Linked DNA regions of Danio rerio: region 1 is linked to region 2. Evidence: chromatin contacts called from public Micro-C data. All regions are on one chromosome and are shown on one strand. The core of a region is the stretch at or near the end of the contact, and the rest is flanking DNA. Distances in the headings are between cores, read along the strand shown.

Region 1 (5,780 bases), core at 1,339-3,838, 190 kb after region 2:
GTATTCCGCCACTGAGTAGTGTACAATGCTCTTATGCAGCTCCTGTCAACTGCCGCTTGTGAGAGAGAGCTCAAAGCTGGAATCAATATAACCAAAAAAGCAAGATCATATACTTATAAACATTCCATAACAATACTTATCGAAATATTTATACATTTACATGTTGTTTATTGAGATTGTGTGATCTGTAGGCTGTCTGATCTTTGCAGAAGCTGTAAACGGACACATGTGCGGTGATGTTTAGCTCTGACGAGGCACTTTTATTTAGCCTGTAGTCTTTAAATTGTTTTACATAATGTTCAATTTCTTAACATTTCTTTTTTTATTTAGTTTATATATAAAATGAGTGCTAGCTTGTTTAGTTTTGATCATTATGCAAGGATCACATTTCATATTCGGTTTATTCTTCAATAGCCTATAGGTTTGTTAATGTGTTCATAAACGGAAAGTTCATGAGGACTAAGCTATTATTATATAATACGTTAGGTTTTTATGGTTGTTATTTGTTTGATTCCAACTTCCACAGTTTTTTCAGCCTATAGCATTGTTGTGTTTTTTCGTTATGTTAATAAAAGTTATGTGTTTAATAACAGTGATTTTTTTTGTAGTTTCCTCTTGTCCATTCAAACAATTGACGCCGAATTGGCAATTCCTGCAAAACTGAAAATATTATACGCACGCATTCATAAGCTATTTAAAAGCAGGAAAAAGAGAAAAAGAGGAAATTCCCACTCCGACTGTGATAACGGTATAACCGGTCTTGTCACATGTCGATTAACCGGTGGGGAAACTTCCTCATCGTCACAACCCTACGAGCTGTATTACCACATCAACTATAACATTATTACAACAAATTCATTCAAGTACTTTACAACAGTATGGTTCAGAAACACTATTTAGGCCCGTTGCCAGGGGTGGTTTCTGGTGGTTAAGACCCACACCTCTTTGACAAAGGTCCAGAATTTGTCCCACACATGAGCTCATTTGTCCTATTTTGCCATCATAAATTGTGGAAATATGTTATTGAAGAAGGCTTTAAGACTGAGAAGAAACTGACGAAAGTGAAGTTATCTTTCACTACTGACCTAATGTGTTGTTAAATAGTAAAAACATTTTACAAGTAACTTTTATTCTAAATCTTAGACCTTAGTCTTCAAAGACAAAAAACGATCATTAAAAACTTTAATTCTGAAGATTATAAAATTACATTTTAACACTAATTAGGCTATTGTTGTTTTCCATGAATTTTCAAATGTACATTTTACAAGAGAGGCTAGAAAAATCAGGAAGCTCCACATATTATTCTTTAGGGCTGGGATGATAAACGATATTATATCGAATCGTGAAAATTTATGTCAATAACAACATTAAGCTCTGGACTTTTCTTACTCTATAATAATCAAGGAGCCCATCACACAGAAGAAATGTAAAAACAATGGGAAAAGCGTGCTGATATTAGAGATGCACCGAATTTTCCACCACCGAAAATGTATCGGTCGAAAACATGTTATGGCATTTATTATTCGAGTGGACAAATTCTGACGGGAAAGTTGAATGTGATGGCCAGTTTGTTATTTGCCCAATAAACGACAATCTCTTTTACTTAATTTACAAAACAATTTACCCAAAGCCGTAACATTCAATTTTCCCATCTAATGATATATGATGGGATAAATTTGTATTTTAACAATAACACAATCAAATTTTTTTTTTTACACTTTTTTATTCTAAATCTTTAGGAAATATTTTGGTACATTAAAAATAAAAAGTGGGATAATGCTGACCACTCGACAAGCGAGTGCAGATAAAAAGAGTGCTTTAAACGTCATTAAAAGTATTTAAGCAGTATTTAAACCTCATAGTTGGGGCAAAAAAAAAAAAAAAAGAACCACGCCAGACAGGCTACGGGTTGATTTTGTATTCGCACATTAAGACTTTCTGCTCAATAATATAGTTTCAGAATAGTATGCTAAGCAAATTCTAAATATGGAAATCATACTAGCAGCCAAACACTCTCAAAGTACAACACTGTTCACTGAATGAATGAATAAATGAATGTGCGAATGCAAAAACAACTTCATCCCAATGTCCAGGGACGTGTGTGTGCCCGTTTTCTCACCTGGCAGTGTGTATATGTGGCATCATTGTAGTGGTAGAGCATCGCCAGCACGATACAGGCGACGAGGCCGAGCAGAGGCAAACACACCGTAATCACCGCTAGCCGGGTGAACGGCACGCGGATCAGAGGCTTGTCTCGATCCACAGAACCGTACGGGACCTGTTGCATCTTCCCTGGACTAATTACATCCCCTGATGTGTCACAAGCGACAGACAGACTCCCTGTAGCCCATGGCTCCAACCTAGTCTCTGAACTAACCTTACATGTCTGACAATTAGCTTAAGTTGAAACTGAAACCGATTTAAAGTCGCTGCTGGTTATCACTGAAGTACTTAGCGTTAACATGCTTTGCGAAATATACTGAAACTTTAAATTTGTGGCGTTGGTTTAACTACAGAGGAGTTCTGGATTAAGCTGCGTTTAATAAACAAGTCGTTAATGTTTTAATTTGGTTAAAATGTCTAAGTTTTCCGACTGGATGTGAATGATTCGTGGAAACATCCGGTCACGCGGAATCTACATTTCAAAATCAAAGTCCTCGTGGTGTTTTTAAAAGGGATCGTTCGCCCCAAAATGATTTTTTTTCATTCAACCTGTTTTTCTTTTGTTAAACACGAAAAATATATATTATGAAGAATGTTAGAAAGGAGTACCCAATGTAGTTTTTCCATAATCCTATTTTAATGCACATTTTTAAATTTAGCATCAGATGTGTGATTGATATGCCCAAAAACAACCTTAAACTGCAAAAAAGTTGTTATGCCTGCTTTTGGTGATTTTTGGCTTGTACAAACGAAAACAATCAATGTAAATAACTAAACAGAATCGCATTCAAACCAAATAAACATGGCCATAGCTGGCATTAAATCCTATTGTTACTAATTGCAGTAGTGTCTCCATTATGATTGCCTTCAATTATTTAATGTTGGTAACCAAATTACCAAGACTGTCGTCAGCTTCTCAAACATCTTGTTACAAACACAATGGGCTATATGCACACAGACTTTACATTTTCAGCCAGGGAGCCCATAAGGGTTTCTGGTGAACTGTCTTTCCATTACAAAATTGTGAAGTTTAAGATCTGATTTCTTTAAAAATTAGTGCTCTTCATTGCCTATTAGATATACAAATTAAAGTGGGTCTCAGATCGTACAAGAGGCACTGCATTAAAATCCACTTTCCATGTCTTTAAAATGACAAATTATTTTACCCCAGTATTTTCAATGGAATTTCTGCACTAGCCTGTTGCTGACAGCACTAGTGATTACAACGGTCTTTCATCTCGATTTACACTTGAACAACTAAATGAATGCTAACTGACTGTATTGCAATTACATTACAACAGCGATGCTGTAAAAACAACCTTGTGAAATTGAAAATAGTCACATTCTTGTCTTAGGATAATTTTTAAAAACTGTTTTGATCATCTTCAAATGTTGACTTCTGTATAGTGTAGTCAACATTTGAAGTGGATCAAAATCTTTCATCAAAGTTGTCCTAAAACTAATGAACAATAGGCATTCGTGTCTAAGGACAACTTTGAAAAACTTTTTTGATCCACTTCAAACGTTGATGATCGTATATACACAAAGGTTTTGAAATCATTTAAAAAAATGATGAGAACATTTTTGCGCTAAGTATTTCAGATCATTTCTATTATTTTTTTTTTCAGTAACAATTAACAAAATGTTTGTGTTATTTTAAATAAAGATGTCATATGGTGGAAATACAAATTTCTAGACCCAATCTGATATAAAAAAAAACAACAACTTTTATTCAACATACAATGCTGCTCTTGTATGTTTCACTGACCACATGTATTTAGGGAATGTGAACCATTCATTTGAGGGAGCATTATTACATTGGCTACATTATGTGCTATTCTTTTTCGGGACTGTGTAAGATAAAGCACTGATCCATCCAGGTCCAGTATGTGTGAGTGGATATTATAATGCTTGTAAAAAAACACACCATTATTTTCTTCACATCATCAAATCCACAGTGATAATGATAAAACATGAGTCATGACTGGATTAAAAAAAAAAAGTATTGCTAAAAGGCAATCGGATCACATTGCTTGAATTCATGAGAAATGCTTCACTGTGTATTTGAAATGGGCTCTGATTGTATGTCAAAATATAATTTATTTTCTTTTGAAGGAAAAAAAAAAAACATGACAGCTTCATCCTCTGCCTTTTCTTTGAGAAGTCAAAACAAAACCCTAACCTGCACCTTGGTTTCTGGAGGAAAAGTGTGACGTTTCTAGACTGATGAGAGTTGGGATTTTGGGAATGTTTAAGTTTGGATATCAGGGTCTCTTGGCCCAGTCTATAGATGCCCTCCAACTCTCAGTGAGTGAGTCAGGAGTCGCTGTCGGAGCCGTTGCTGCTGTCTCGACTGATCTCGATCTGCAGCGACGGAAGGTTGTCCAGTCTGCTTTTCTTCATCTTGTTGGACTGCTGCTCTTTCTGCTTGATCATTGCACCCCACATCTTCTGGAGATGAGAGTCGTCCTCTTCATCCTCGTCCTCCACTCCGTCAGAATCTTCATCCTTTCTTCGTCTTATTCCTCTGGAGGAAGATGCTCGTGATGAAGGCTTGTCTTCGTCTCCGCTGCCGCTGTCCTTGTGAGACGGGCCGAGGCGGCTCCACAAACCACCTTAAGATACAAATGTTATGGTTTGTAAATGAGTCATAATGAGTGTTGAGCAATAACATGTTAAGGCTGATTTATACTTCTGCGTCAAGCCCACGCGTATGTTATGGCGCAGCCTACTTAACGACGAATAGCCCTACTCAAAAAATTTAACTACACGTTGCAACAACGCGTAGCGCAAGCTCTGTGATTGGTCGGCTTGGTAGCGCTGATGAGCCTAGGCGGGACAGAGAGCCGCGTGATCGATGCGAGCCCGATAGAGCGATTGTTTACAAGTGTGGAGTCCCGTAAAGGAGCTCTGGGTGGAAGGTTTTTTTTTGTGTTTACCTCATAGTTAAAATTGTTGCACGTCCGCCGCTTCCTGCCTCAAAATAAGCGAGTTTCAGCCACTTGTACATTCAGGAAGCATTCAGAAAAAACAAAACACCAGCGAAGAAACTCGACACTTAGGAATATTAACGACTCACTGCCAACTAGCGTTTTGGAAGTGTTAATGCAGAATAACAGAGACAGAGCGCAGAAGTATAAATGCACAGCTACGCGCGTTGCATGCGCCGTCGGTTACGCCGGTCACTTGACGTAGAAGTATAAACCAGGCTTTACTAGCAATGTGTTACTGTAACGGCATTACTTCTGACAGTAACTAATGCAGTAACGCATTACTTTTTAAATATAGTAACTCTGTTATCGTTAAAATACAATGCGTTTGTCCGTGACTCAATTAATTAATTAATGAATCGTGAATTAATTAATTTTGGCTGCACTCTAGCCTACATCTTTCTGTTTACAGTGACGACACATTGGTGGATGCTAACCAACACTGCAAAGAAGACGCATCGTGTACGAGACACCAGACTTTACAAAAGTAAAGACAAAGCAGAGATACCAGCTGCACGCGAGAGGCAAAGTGTATACGCGAGATAGACCGAATGCAAGCGAGGTAGGCTGACTGTGTGCACAAGAGACTGAGACTATTACCGTTACTATTAATAATACTTATTACTA
Region 2 (6,176 bases), core at 2,457-4,956:
AAACTGTAGCACGATTTCTGACAGACTGGCGTTTATTGTGAGTAGATGCTGCAAGCAAATGTAAAAGTCAATAAAAACAAAAGAATCAAATTATGTCAGATCCACAAAAAAATCTGAACCATCACCTCCAGTAAGTTATGATGACATTAGTGGAACGTGCAATGTTGCAATGGGTTAGCTAGCAAGCCCAGATGTGAACCTTTAAGTTGTAACAATAACAACATGAAAGCTGGGAATATAATGTTGATTACTTGTATGTTAATGGCTTTTTCATCATGGATAAAATCTAGTTTTAATGGCAATACTACTTTTGATATGAATACAGGGAACAGTGTATTAGCGACCACCAGCTTGTTCCATGCTAAGTGAAAATAGAAAAGGACAAAAGTGGCTCTTCCTGCAGATAATAGTGAGGATGAGATGGGTTTTAGTGACCATGAGAATAATGCAGACTAGACATTTGATCGAGACAGTTCAGGGAAGTTAGCTCAGAGGCAGAAAAGATAGTACAGTATATAGTATAAGATAGTATAATATATATATATATATATATATATATATATATATATATATATATATATATATATATATATATATATATATAATTTTTAGCTAGTAGCTACATTATTCTGATGTATCTGGATATACTAGACTTGTTATTTATTTGTTAAAATATTTACTGGAGAAAATATTTATATTTACTGTATGTTATATACATGATAATACAATATTAGGGTTGTTTTTAATAATATTCAACAAAAAAGAATGGAATGAATGAAAGCTGTTGGAATATGAGTTGTTGGAAAGTATGTATAAGGTGTCATTTACAAGTTCTGTGTTAAGGCTTATAATGCTGCAACACCAATTAAAGCATTTCAAACAACAAAATTATAAATTTTAAGGAAGGTTTTTAGGTTTTTTATTTTAAAGTTTTAAGTTAGATCCACTGTTGGATGTTGCTGCCATATGCAACATTTCAAAAAAATAAAATTGTCAATTTTTTTTTACAGCACTGCAAATTAAGCCATGTCAAGAAAAGGAAAACTGTCAAATATTTTTTAACAGATTGATCATAATATGTGCGGTGGAGGGTTTAATAAATAATGTTCATTTAAAAGTCAGTAAAGTTTTATCTTTAAAAATGTATTAATATGTAACGGCTTTTGATTTGGAGCAAGATGCTGTTGTAGAGCTTTATCGTCTCTGATGTGTTGCTTTACATCTGTGGAAATGTTGCTATGACAATGATGAACAAAGATAAAAGCCATACCACTTTCCTTTAATACAGAGTTTGTGTAATCTAGACTGAAACTTCCCTGGCTAACCAGCTTAACCAGCTTTGTGGTTTTGTTAAGCCTGAAATGAGGAAAACTCTGTTTTTTTTTTATACAGAATAGGTATCTCAGACCTGAGAAAGCAGGGAAAGTCAGTCCCATTTCTGGATCTCATCGATCCCAGAGGCTCTGCGCTGGTAGTGGAAATTCTAAAAAAAAGTCTAAACAAAAACCAAACACACATATGATTGGGTAAGATTGACAACAAGTTGGAAGTGTTTTTCAACTGGAATACTATGAGCTTTAGTATATTAGAAAAATGGTCAGTCCCATTTCTGAAAGGGAGGTAACTTTTACATTTCTTAGCAGGTTTTCTTTGGTAAACCCAGTATTTATTTCTTCTCCTTTTTGAAGATGAAGCATTTAAATACCTCATTCATTCTCAAGCTGCTACTAATTTAGCAAGTAATTTAACCCTCTTTATATTGATTTTTTTATTTTTATTTTACAAATACTGTACTTGGCATGATATCCTGAAATGACAAAGATCTAACACATTACATAGCACTGCTATCCACAGCTAAATAATACAACAAAGGTAACACAACAGAAATAAAACAGACATTAATGTTTGACAATTTAAAGTTAAATGAAGTAACCAATGTAATGTCTGCTGATAAATCACAATGATGTATTAAATGCAATGATTGCAATTCATCTTTGGGTTTGGTTGATGTAATTCCACAATGGATCCACTGCATATACTGTATATCGTACACAGTAGGTATTTGAATAAAAATATTGAAATCCACAGTAATTTTTACTGTGCTTCAGAGGCCTATAGCCATGGGTGTGCAGGGTGAGCCACTTTTACTTACAATCTTGGCTTAATTTGTGCTGGAATAAACCAGAGATGAGTGACGGAAATTAAATATATGGGAAATTGGCAGATATTGACCTAAAGTTAAAGTATATTCCTACTGTTTCAGCTCTCTTCTTTCTCCTGCCAGACGACCTCAGCTGTCTGTCACTTTACGAAAGTGTTTGTGACAAATAAAGGCCTGATTTGATTTGATACACACACACACACACACACACACACACACACACACACACACACACACACACACACACACACATATATATATATACACACACACACACACACACATATATATATATATATATATATATATATATATATATATATATATATATATATATTATATATAAGCGTCTCTATTAAAAAAGTTTTTACATTTTTATAAATAGCTAAATTAAATTAGACTTTGAGAAAAAAACTAAACAATTCAGGTGTAACAAATTACAGTAATTAATTTAAGTTGGTTCAAAGTTAAATTTTTTCAGTGTAGCCTGGGATGGAACTTTTACATTCCTGGCAGTCCAAATTACATTGAGAAAGTGAAAACGAAACCAGGTGCTGTATTATAGTGCGCGCGAGCGCACACATTATAATATAAATAAATATATCGCCTTTAAAATAACAGATTTTAAGTGTTTTCCATGGTAGTGTAACAATTATTTGTTTATCTATTTATCCATCCATCCATCCATCCACCAAATGACAATAAACGTGGTTTTTCTGATGCACACCCAGAAATCTCTTTTCTGTCTATGCTGTGCTGTGCTTTAACATCGGAAATTATTAATAACACAGCAAATGTTTACATATCTTTTAGCAGTGCTTTTTGCACAGGTAATTATGTAAACGGTTGTAGAAAAATAATACATTTAATTATTACCGATTTGTAACAGTGTTATGGAAGATGAACCTATATATAAACATCAAACACATTACAATTATTTTTTTTATGTTTTATGACTGAACAAAACTTTGAATAGAACATTTTATTGAGGTAAATTAATTTCCATTACATTATATTGCATATTTTGAATACAGTATACTTGCTCTACGAGTTTTGCGCGTTACTTATATACTGTAACGTTAGGCTACTATTATTCACAATAATATAGGTGATTGTGTGTCTGTTGTTGACTCACAAATCGAGTTTATGTCACCAAGGCTGAGCACACTGCGGTTTCCTGCTGTTGTAGTGAACTTGAAGCGGCTTCCTGTTAAAATGAGACCAACCCGCCTTCGTTTGTACTTCGACAAGCGACATCAAACTATTTCACTCGAGACGAAAATAAAGCGTTCACGTTTGACATCACAGCCGAGACATATTAGGCATATCATATCCTTTAACAACAATTGCTGTGGCTGAAAGCTAAATATATTGACTGCTGAATATTAAATAGGAAGGAGGACAGGAATGACCAGCACCGTTTCTAGGAGGGGCATAATTTGCGAGTTTACCTGCAGGAAGGTGAGCTCTGTGCGGAACAGATACCCCGGCGCCTCCCTCGTCGACTGTTTCTGTTTCTCCCTCCCCCATTCAACCGTCAACATGGACCGTACACCTGCACTTTTTACTCAGGATTACTCTTGTATTATAAAGTCACCATCTATTTAAGGTCTCGAGAACATCACAGTCTGTTTTAGGAGTCAACCGGTGGTCTCGATGAAACCATTAAGTGAACTATGTAGTGAGCATCTGAAAAAAAGCGCTGCGGAGATGCCGACTGAGGAGGCGAGAACTGCACCTGGAAACGGTGTGATCACAACACCTTCAACAGAGGTAATTTAAACACCGATACTTGACCTAAAGCTGAATAAATAGATATTTTTGAGTTTTATGAGTTTTGAAAGAAACTCGGATTCGTTTCAATATTGCTGTCGATGTAACACAACTCGTCTGTCTTCATTCCTCTCCATGGCTGACTGTTTTTTAACTCGTAAAGGTTTGTTTGTATTGTTATGAAGGGTAAAGGGTTAATGACTGAAAGTTTTGTCATCATTTATCCTCCCTCAACTTGTCCCAATCATATTTCATTTCTATTTTCTGCTGAACTTGAAGATATTTTGAAAAATGTTGGAAACCGGTAGCCCTTGACATCCAGTGACTACAAGTTTTTTTATCAGTATTTTGTCAAAATATCTTCTCTTGGGTTCAACGGAAAAATAAAAACTAATATATAAAATTGGCTTAACTTAAGGGTGAATGAATGTTCATTTATTGGCGAACTATCCTTTTAATAAGTGATTCAGGTAAACATGAAAATTATGTTATTATTTAGTCACTTATATACAGTTGAAGTCAGAATTATTAGCCTCCCTGCTTATTTCCCCCCATTTTCCTATTTCTGTTTAACGGAGAGAAAATGTTTTCAACACATTTATAAGCATATTTAAGAACTCATTTCTAATAACTGATTTATTTTATTTGCCATGATGGCAGTAAATAATGTTTTATTAGAGGGGTTTCAAGATGGTTTTCTTCTATACCGCTTAAAGTGACATTTAAAGGTTTAACTAGGTTAATTAGGTTACCTAGGCAGGTTAGGGTAATTAGGCAAGTTATTGTATAATGAGGGTTTCTTCTGTAGACTATCAAAATAATAAATAGCTTAAAGGGGCTAATAATTTTGAACTTAAAATGTTTTTTAAAAAATATTTATATTTATTTTATTATATATATATATTATTTTATTCTATTATTATAAGTTATATATTATATATAACTTTTATTATAGTTTAAATAAAACAAATAAGACTTTCTCCAGAAGAAAAAATATTATCAGACATACTGTAAAAATTTTCTTGCTCTGTTAAACATCATCTGGAAAATATTTTTAAAAGAAAAAAATTCAACGAGGGGTTAATAATTCTGACTTCAGCTGTAGATCTAGAAACATTTTTAATCTTGTCTTTCACACTTAAAGGGATTTACAGTAACAGTCATCGTTTACTTTTAATGGCGTCGTCTTTTTACCCACTGCAAGTTAATTCAGCTAGTTTACATGGACCAATGAGCAATGTAAATTGAATGAATGTCAGTAAGCTCTACTGTAAGTGCATCAGAAAAAAAAGAAATAAACACTATCAAATCTGTAGCTACCTAACATGATATTGTGATTGCTGCTCTAAAATATATTCTCTTGAAATGTCTGGGTAAAAACATACTTTTTTCCCCCTTGAACACAATATATTTTAATTTAGGAAACATTTAAAATAGTTTGGAGCAGTAAACAAGTCAGGCTTGACAAACAAGTCAATTATTGACTCCTGCTGTCTTCTTTAGTTTAAAAAACACAGATTTCTTTACAATTTAAAACAGCATTTTTGCATATGTTTTCTGTTGGAGATAATGTTGCCCAAAAAAAAAACGTTAAAAAATCTTGCATAGGAACGATAGCATATGAATGGCATAACAGAAAATGTTGTTGGTTTTAAAACCTTTACTTTTCTAAACAGCGGTATACCTTGAAAATGATTATCATCCCATCCCATGCCTACATAAGACTATGCACTACTACAAAATTTTGAAGGGTTAAAATAAGATAAACCGAAAAAAATAAAAATAAGAATAGGAGCGCAAAGTGGGGCGAAGCAGTGGCGCAGTAGGTAGTGCTGTCGCCTCACAGCAAGAAGGTCGCTGGTTGGAGCCTCGGCTCAGTTGGCTTTTCTGTGTGGAGTTTGCATGTTCTCCCTGCGTTCGCGTGGGTTTCCTCCGGGTGCTCCGGTTTCCCCCACAGTCCAAAGACATGCGGTAGAGGTGAATTGGGTAGGCTAAATTGTCCGTAGTGTATGAGTGTGTGTGTGAATGTGTGTTTGGATGTTTCCCAGAGATGGGTTGCTGCTGGAAGGGCATCCACTGCGTAAAAACTTGCTGTATAAGTTGGCGGTTCATTCCGCTGTGGCGACCCCGGATTAATAAAGGGACTAAGCTGACAAGAAAATGAATGAATGAGCACAAAGTGTGGTTTGTGCAACATTTAGTGCAAATAAGACAGGACAGACAAGACAGAACAAGAAACAGT

Evidence for each region. A called contact is a pair of places that touch in the nucleus more often than the background predicts.
Region 1: a contact with region 2 is called in a Micro-C map of caudal fin, with 2.6 times the contacts expected there. The contact joins the promoter of pgap2 here to the promoter of slc6a7 in region 2. A contact is called at or near these places in 1 of 18 Hi-C or Micro-C datasets (caudal fin) and 1 of 4 datasets of contacts at active chromatin or transcription factors (embryo).

The regions. Positions count from the first base shown.
Region 1 is chr21:33,655,730-33,661,509 of GRCz12tu, forward strand. It overlaps pgap2 (post-GPI attachment to proteins 2), which reads right to left and starts at 2,589. Exons shown (of 5, transcript NM_001013544.2): 1 at 2,120-2,589. The coding sequence starts at 2,287. It overlaps ncbp3 (nuclear cap binding subunit 3), which reads right to left. Exons shown (of 13, transcript NM_200143.1): 13 at 4,244-4,778. The coding sequence ends at 4,480.
Region 2 is chr21:33,464,161-33,470,336 of GRCz12tu, forward strand. slc6a7 (solute carrier family 6 member 7) reads left to right here and starts at 3,707. Exons shown (of 15, transcript NM_001080580.1): 1 at 3,707-3,934.